Linked DNA regions of Mus musculus: region 2 is linked to region 1. The links are chromatin contacts, called in public HiChIP or PLAC-seq maps. All regions are on one chromosome and are shown on one strand. The core of a region is the stretch at or near the end of the contact, and the rest is flanking DNA. Distances in the headings are between cores, read along the strand shown.

Region 1 (3,472 bases), core at 26-2,525:
GTCCTCTGACCTCATGTGCACCGTGCCACACCCACTAAATAAATAAAGTTTAATAAAAATTTCCTGTTAAGAAGGGGTCAAGGGTAGAAAGTGTTTATACTGGGGGAACAAGCTCTTGAAGCTGAGGCAGTTACTCGGGGCCACACATCATGGAGGTAGGAGCCAGACATAGCCTGGGAGCACCTGTAGTGCTCCAGTGCTCCTTGTTGCTTAACTGGCCATGTGTGGAGAGACTTCTGCTCTCCTCTGCCGTTTGAGCACTGCTATGGCTCCCAACACTGAGGAGAGATTGCCCAGGGGACCCTGAGAGTCTCTTTACGGTGGTCTGGTTTTGTACCATAGTGCTCACGGGCAGCTCTCAAGCTGGGCTTTGAGAGGTGATGAGAAGAAGTCCAGTTAGTTAGGTAGCATGTTTCTGGCTTGCCAGGCTCACGCCAGTCGAGGGTGCCTGCTGGACTAGAGTGCATACTGACAGACTGGCACCGCTACCAGAGGCCACCTGACAGGCCAAGTGCCTGTCACTCCTGACTTAACCGTTTTCTTAGAAGTCCTGGCAGATGGAACAGGTGGTGTTCGCAGAAGTAAGCCCTTCGTGGAAGAGTTTAAAGTTGCCAGGAGAACGAAAGCTGGAGGTAGCTGTAGTGAAGGTCAGCAGGGAGAAGGTAGCCTAGGCTGCAGGACTGGGGCAAAGCCATCAGGAGGCCACAAGTGATAAATTGGGTGGGGGGGGGGGGGCTTGGGCAGACACTGAGTAGGTGTGTTAGGCCTGCCTTCCCAGTGGTTGTCACTAGGAGCATTTGTGTGTGTGTTTGTGTCTGTGTGTGTGTGTGTCTGTGTGTATCCTAGGAGGTCAAAAGAGGGTGTCAGGTTCCCCTGAAGCTGGAATTACAGGCAGTTGTGAGCCACCTGAAGTGGGAATTCAGAGGGAACTTGGGTCCCTGCAAGAGCAGCTGCATTTGTAACTGTCAGGGTGGGGCTAGCTGTCCTTCAGCCCCAGATGGCACTGTCCACGGTTGTTGACTCTATCAGCTCTGCAGCCTTACAGAGAAGGTGCTCGGGAATCTCTGCTTTTCTCAAGCGGAAACTGAGGCTCAGCGAAGGAGTCCGCACAGTGCAGTATCACCACACTCTTGGCCACTGGGAGCGATATGGAGTTGGGATACAGGCTGCCCCTCACCACCCCCTTCTCACCACCCGCCTCTGTCCCAGGTCTTCTGAAAGGCAGGGCCACCCCCGGGTGAGCACTGAGACTCCTCCCAGCTGACCCTTGGCTCCTCAGCACGCGGCAGGCGTCAATGAGGCCCCTAGGACTGAATACAGAGCCGTTGAGAAGGGGCTCAATGCCCATTGCATTGTGCCCCAGCTTTAGAGCTGAGCCTTTTGTTCCAAAACCTTGGAAACAGAGCTCGGGTTCACTTCCCTTCTCCTGGGTGCTGAAGCCCCTGACTCATGTTGGGGGGGGGGGGGATGCCAGGCCCTTTAAGATCAGTAAGTGAGGAAAATACATGCTGGTTTCCAGGGAACACAGGCACCTCCTGGGGTGGGAGGGCATCATGAGCTACATTGTTGGCCAACACTTAGAAACTCATATCCATAAACAGACTCACACAAGGGATCTTTTGAGTATGTCATTAAGATTCCTTAAATTAAAATGGTGACTGTAGTCGGCATGGTGGCCTTGAATCCCAGCACTGGGGAGGCAAGCGGATCTCTGTAAGTTTGAGGCCAGCCTGTTCTATATATCGAGACCCTGTCTCAAAAGATAAAACAAATTATGAATGCTTCTCTTAAAAGGGCAAACAGTGGGCCTTGAGGGATGGTTCAGTGGGCAAGCGTGAGAGTCTGAGTTCAGTCGCCCACAGGAAAAAAGCAGAGCATGAGGCTTGAAAACAGTTTAGTGGTTAAAGTACTGTGTTAGTCTTTCTGAGGACCCAAGGTTGATCCCCAGCTCCTGTGTCAGGTGGCTCTCCTAACTGCCTGCAACTCCAGCTCCAGGGGGACCCAGCACCTAGATTCCAAGGTTTCCTGCACTCATGTGTGCGTGTGCATGCATGCATGCATACACACACCTACAAACACACCTTGCATGCACACACATTCACACACTAATGCAAACAGCAGAGTAACACAAAAGATAAAAGTGCAGTCTTGGCCTTTCAGAAGTCAACATTCTTTTGTTGTTGTTGTTGTTTTTGTTTTTCGAGACAGGGTTTCTCTGTGGAGCCCTGGCTGTCCTGGAACTCACTTTGTAGACCAGGCTGTCCTCGAACTCAGAAATCCGCCTGCCTCTGCCTCCCGAATGCTGGAATTAGAAGCGTGCGCCACCACACCAGGCCAGAAGTCAACATTCTTAATTCCTTTTTTTTTCTTTCTGTAAAATGGGCCTCTGTTCTGTGTCCCTTTTTCCCTGTCCGACCATGACTGCCTCCTCCCCTTGGCAGACCTGTGTGCCATCAGCTCTCAGCCGGAGTGACTTGTGCCCACATGTAGATGTCACCAAGGAGGTGATGAGACAAATCCCAGGAATGCTGTAAATATACAGAGCAGCCCCCAACAGAGGGGACTGTGGGAGCCCAGACATCTCTCACCCTGAGGCCAAGAGGGCCTCAGACAGAGATCATCTTTTGACTAGTACATGGGATTCTATAATAATGTTTGCTGGGTTTGTTGGGTGACATCTAGAAATACCCCCTGCAGTGTGGCCCCCCCTCATTCCCATGGATTCTATCAGCAGGGGATGCTAGTGTTAATTCTGTCACATGCCACGCTGCAGGTTAGCTTTGCAGGGTTGAAAGGTTACGAGCTGCCTGGTTTTAACAGCCCCTGCCTTCCTCAGCAGTGGCCATCCACACCGCCAGCCTCAGAAGGGCTCCCGTCCTGGACCCTCCCACCACCTCTGCTCAATGAATCGGGTCCGTCTGACTTATTTTAGAAATCTTTGGGGTACAGCCTCAGTCACGTGGATGGAAGCGCGCTCTCGCTGTGAATTCTCTCTGCCCTGCCAATAACTCACGAACAGGATTGACACTGTGCTGACAGCGGGTGTTTAAAGATGTTCGATGCCGGTGACAATAGAAAAAAAAAAGCCCATTAGTTCTTTCCATTTGGGTAATAGCGAGAAAGATAAAAGGTGCGTCTTTGCCCTCCCTCACTGAAGCAGCATTTAATCACGAAGCTCTCAAGTGATTAGACAGGCCTGCCTGCCACCTTCCTTCCCGGGACCGCTCGTTACCCGGGCCTGCTCAGCATGCACACGAGGTCTCACTCGGTGCTAGATGCTCGGTGCTGGCCTCCTGTGTGGTCACCTCCTGCAGCAAAGCATCTGCAGCTAAGCACGGAGGTGGAGGTCTGTGGTCCTCTGCCACTGAGGGAGAAGCTGGCCCATCTCTACCTCACAGTCCTTTGCATGCCAGCTCAAGGTCTCAAACCAGGAGAAGCATGGAAAACTGGGCCTCTGTTCTGTGGCTCCTAC
Region 2 (3,420 bases), core at 133-2,632, 300 kb before region 1:
GTGAGTATGTATGTGTGTGAGTGTGTATGAGTGTGTGGGCATGTGTGTGAGTGTGTATGTGTGTGTGAGTGAGTGTGTGCATGTGTGCCTGTGGTATCCAGTGACCTATTAGTGTATGAATGTGTGCCTGTATGTATGTGTGTGTGTATGTACCAGTGTGCCTGTGCATACGCATGTGTGAATGAGTACATATGTGTGCACCTGTGTGTGTGCACACTGTCTTTCTTTCTCGCTAGACTCCTTCATCAGGGTTTTGTGGAATGGTCAGAGTAGAAAACAAAGTTTCAACTATTTTCTTCCAAGAAGTATTTTTGGGAAAACTATGACTGAGACAGTAAGAGAACTGGCACCAGGTTGGGGTAGGGTCCGAGGATTTGGTGGCTCTGATGCCTGGCCTTGCTTCCTCTCCAGAGCAGCAGAACCCTTTGCTCCTTGGCAAAGCCCTGAGGGGCTGAGCCCTGGTTGCCAAGGCCCTGCTGCTTCAAAGGCACTCTTTGGCTTCTGCCCCCAAGGCCATCTGTATAGATCGAACCCCGCAGAAATTTGTCACACATGGGTTTGCCACAGGCTCAGCCTGCTGGAGCTTCACTGTGGTCTCCTGTGCCTCGATGTGCCCTGATGTCCTGATGCTTAAACTCAGACTCCAGAGTCCCTCCCTGCCATTTGAAATGTGGAATAAACCCAGAATTTCTTGAGCAATAGCTGGTACACAGCAGGTGTGCATGGTTTACAGCAAGTGTGCATGGTGCACAGCAAGTGTTCATGGTACACAGCAAGTATGCATGGTGCACAGCAAGTGTGCATGGTGCACAGCAAGTGTGCATGGTGCACAGCAAGTGTGCATGGTATACTGCAAGTGTGCATGGTACACAGCAAGTGTGCATGGTTTACAGCAAGTGTGCATGGTACACAGCAAGTGCTCATGGTACACAGAAAGTGTGCATGGTACACAGCAAGTGTGCATGGTGTACAGCAAGTGTGCATGGTGTACAGCAAGTGTACATGGTACACAGCAAGTGTGCATGGTACACTGCAAGTGTGCATGGTACACTGCAAGTGTGCATGGTACACAGAAAGTGCTCATGGTATACAGCAAGTGTGCATGGTACACAGCAAGTGCTCATGGTACACTGCAAGTGTGCATGGTACACAGCAAGTGTGCATGGTGCACAGCAAGTGTGCAGTCAATGCTGGCTCTGTCTGTCTGTCTTTGATAGTGACTGGCCAGGGTGCACATCCAGATTCCTGGAAGCTTGGCCTTGTGGAAATCCTGAGACTCTGGGGAGGAGCCAGGTGCAAGTCCTGTCTCCCCAGCTGTGCTGAGGAAAGGGCCCTCTGGGCCCTTGGGGGAGTGTGTAGAGGGCGGCGGTGGCAGCGGCAGGACATCAGAGGCCTATGGTGAGATCAGGCTGTGTGCCTTCCTGCAGGAGGGTTGCTGGGATGGCTCTGTGGTCTCCAAGGATCACAAGCTGTCACCTGATAAGAGCCCTGCCCTGTCAGCCATCTCAGCAGTTACTCATAGTGCCTTCTGCAGAGAGCCACAGAACCTCGTCTTTAAAGAAACTAAAGCCCAGAGCTACCAGCAGGGGCTGCAACCTTTAGGGCTGGAGGTCAAGGACAGGACAGGGACCTTCATATGTCTCTCAGATGCCCTTTGAGGGAGACTGAGTCTCCAGGAGCACTGGCCCACTGCAGTGACTGAAGTAACTCTATGAGACCCTAGTACCTGGTCCCAGTGCCCCAGCCCAGCCTGGCTCCCTCGAACCCAGCCTCATCTGAGTAAGTGGAAGGGATACACAAACCCAGGCCAGCCCCCGGTTAGTGACCACCACCATTGTCCAGGGATGGAATTAAACACCAACTGGGGTAGTTTTGGATGAATGCTAGATACAACAGAGATGCCAGTGGGCAGAGAGGTCAGGATCCCTTTGGCAGACGCCGTTGATGGAAGGAGGAAGGTCTTGATGCCATAGTCTTTGCTGGGTGTGGTTCTCTACAGGAGGAACAGAGAGGACCTATGCCCACCATGACAGCTTACCCACAGAGTCTGGCCCTGGGGTCCATTTCCCTGTGCTCAGGTTTTCCCATACTCATTCTCTGGGCTGGAAACCCTTCCCTCTCCTTCCCTCTTGCCTCTTCATACCCATGGGTCCTTGCATCCTGCCCCCTTTGGCTCCTCCTTTCCCTTGGCTCCTTCCCTCCTCTTCCCCCCTTACCTATGCCCAGCACTTGTGGTTTGGTTGAACATCTCCACCCCTGTCCATCTTTCTCCTCATCTCCCCCCACTTCTCTCTCTCCTCATCCCCCATCTCCCCCCCCCCCCAGGGGAGGTAGAGCTGTGCTGCTTGCAGCTGACCCCACCCCCCACCCCCACCCCAGAGCTGGTATGGCAGGGTGTTCTGGAAGGGTAGGCAGGTCCCCAAGTCCCCAGAAGAGCTGCCGCAGAGGGGAAGATGGTGGGTGGTGGGGACAGTGGCTTCTCCAAGGACTCAGGGACACCCTGGGGGCGACTGGGAATTCTTTCCAGAACACCAAAAAGTCAGTCCTCTTCAAGTGTGCTGCTGTTTAAGGGGATATCTTTATTTGGGATGTTTACAACCATATTCCTATGAATGAAATTTCCCAGGGATGGTTAGCTTTGTCCATGTGACACAAGCTAGGGCCATGTGAGATGAAGGAACCTCGACTGAGAAAATGCCTCCATAATCTGCCTGGAGGCAAGCCTGTGGGCATTTTCTTGATTGATTAATTAATGACTGATGCAGAAGGCCCAGTTCCCTGTGGGGGTGTCTTCCCTGGGTAGGTGGTCCTAGGATGTATAAAAAAGCAGGCAGTGTAAGGCACGAGGAGCAAGCACCCCTCTGTGGCCTCTGCTTTGAGTGTCTGGCCCCAGGTCCCTGCCCCAGGTTCTTCTCTTGCTTTCCCTGATGGACTGTAACCTGTGAGCCAAATAATCCTTTCCTCCCAAGTTGCTTTTGGTCATAGTGTTTTATCACAGCAAGAAATCAAGCTAATATTACCCATGAAGAAGGGGTATGTGCTTGTGGACCCCAGAAGGTTCACTTCAAGCCTAGTGCGGAGAGACGTCCTGTGCAGGGAGGTCTGGACCACAGACTCACCTTGTGGACATCTCACAACCTGAGTCTGGGCCTGAGCTCCCAATTCAAACATCTAGCAGGAAACCAAACACAGCCAGTAGACGCACACATTTAATATTTCTCCGAAAAACCCCTGAACCCGAGAGAACAGCCCAGCCCACTGTCCCAAATGTGCAGCCTGGCGAATTTTTGTAAGCGACACACAGCTGGGTCCCCAGGGTCTTGATTAAGAATAGAATGTGACCTGAAGTGCCCTCTCTCTGAACCCCTCCCGGCTGCCACCCTGCAGAGACCCCAGCCTGACTCCGGCAGGTCGATGCTG

What was found. HiChIP or PLAC-seq counts read pairs in DNA pulled down with a chosen protein or histone mark.
Region 2: an H3K4me3 HiChIP or PLAC-seq map of the 230-238 cell line shows a contact between it and region 1, with 11 read pairs. The contact joins two enhancer-like sites. A contact is called at or near these places in 2 of 15 datasets of contacts at CTCF or cohesin (CD8 T cells and the NIH/3T3 cell line), 44 of 484 Hi-C or Micro-C datasets (B cells, CD4 T cells, CD8 T cells and 36 more), 20 of 115 datasets of contacts at active chromatin or transcription factors (the 230-238 cell line, T-cell acute lymphoblastic leukemia, bone marrow-derived dendritic cells and 15 more) and 3 of 9 other capture datasets (adipose tissue, liver and pancreatic islet).

What each region holds. Positions count from the first base shown.
Region 1 is chr2:173,240,849-173,244,320 of GRCm38.p6, reverse strand. The region is part of intron 1 of Pmepa1 (prostate transmembrane protein, androgen induced 1); the gene reads left to right. Among named protein-coding and RNA genes, the nearest start is that of Zbp1, 24 kb to the right of the region's middle. Within about 2 kb of position 1,275, at least 33 of the 459 cell types and tissues checked have an H3K27ac peak or open chromatin away from gene starts, as enhancers often do. A contact at or near this core is called in the 230-238 cell line, where this site is marked.
Region 2 is chr2:173,539,978-173,543,397 of GRCm38.p6, reverse strand. No RefSeq gene overlaps it. Among named protein-coding and RNA genes, the nearest start is that of 1700021F07Rik, 19 kb to the right of the region's middle. Within about 2 kb of position 1,382, at least 13 of the 459 cell types and tissues checked have an H3K27ac peak or open chromatin away from gene starts, as enhancers often do. A contact at or near this core is called in the 230-238 cell line, where this site is marked.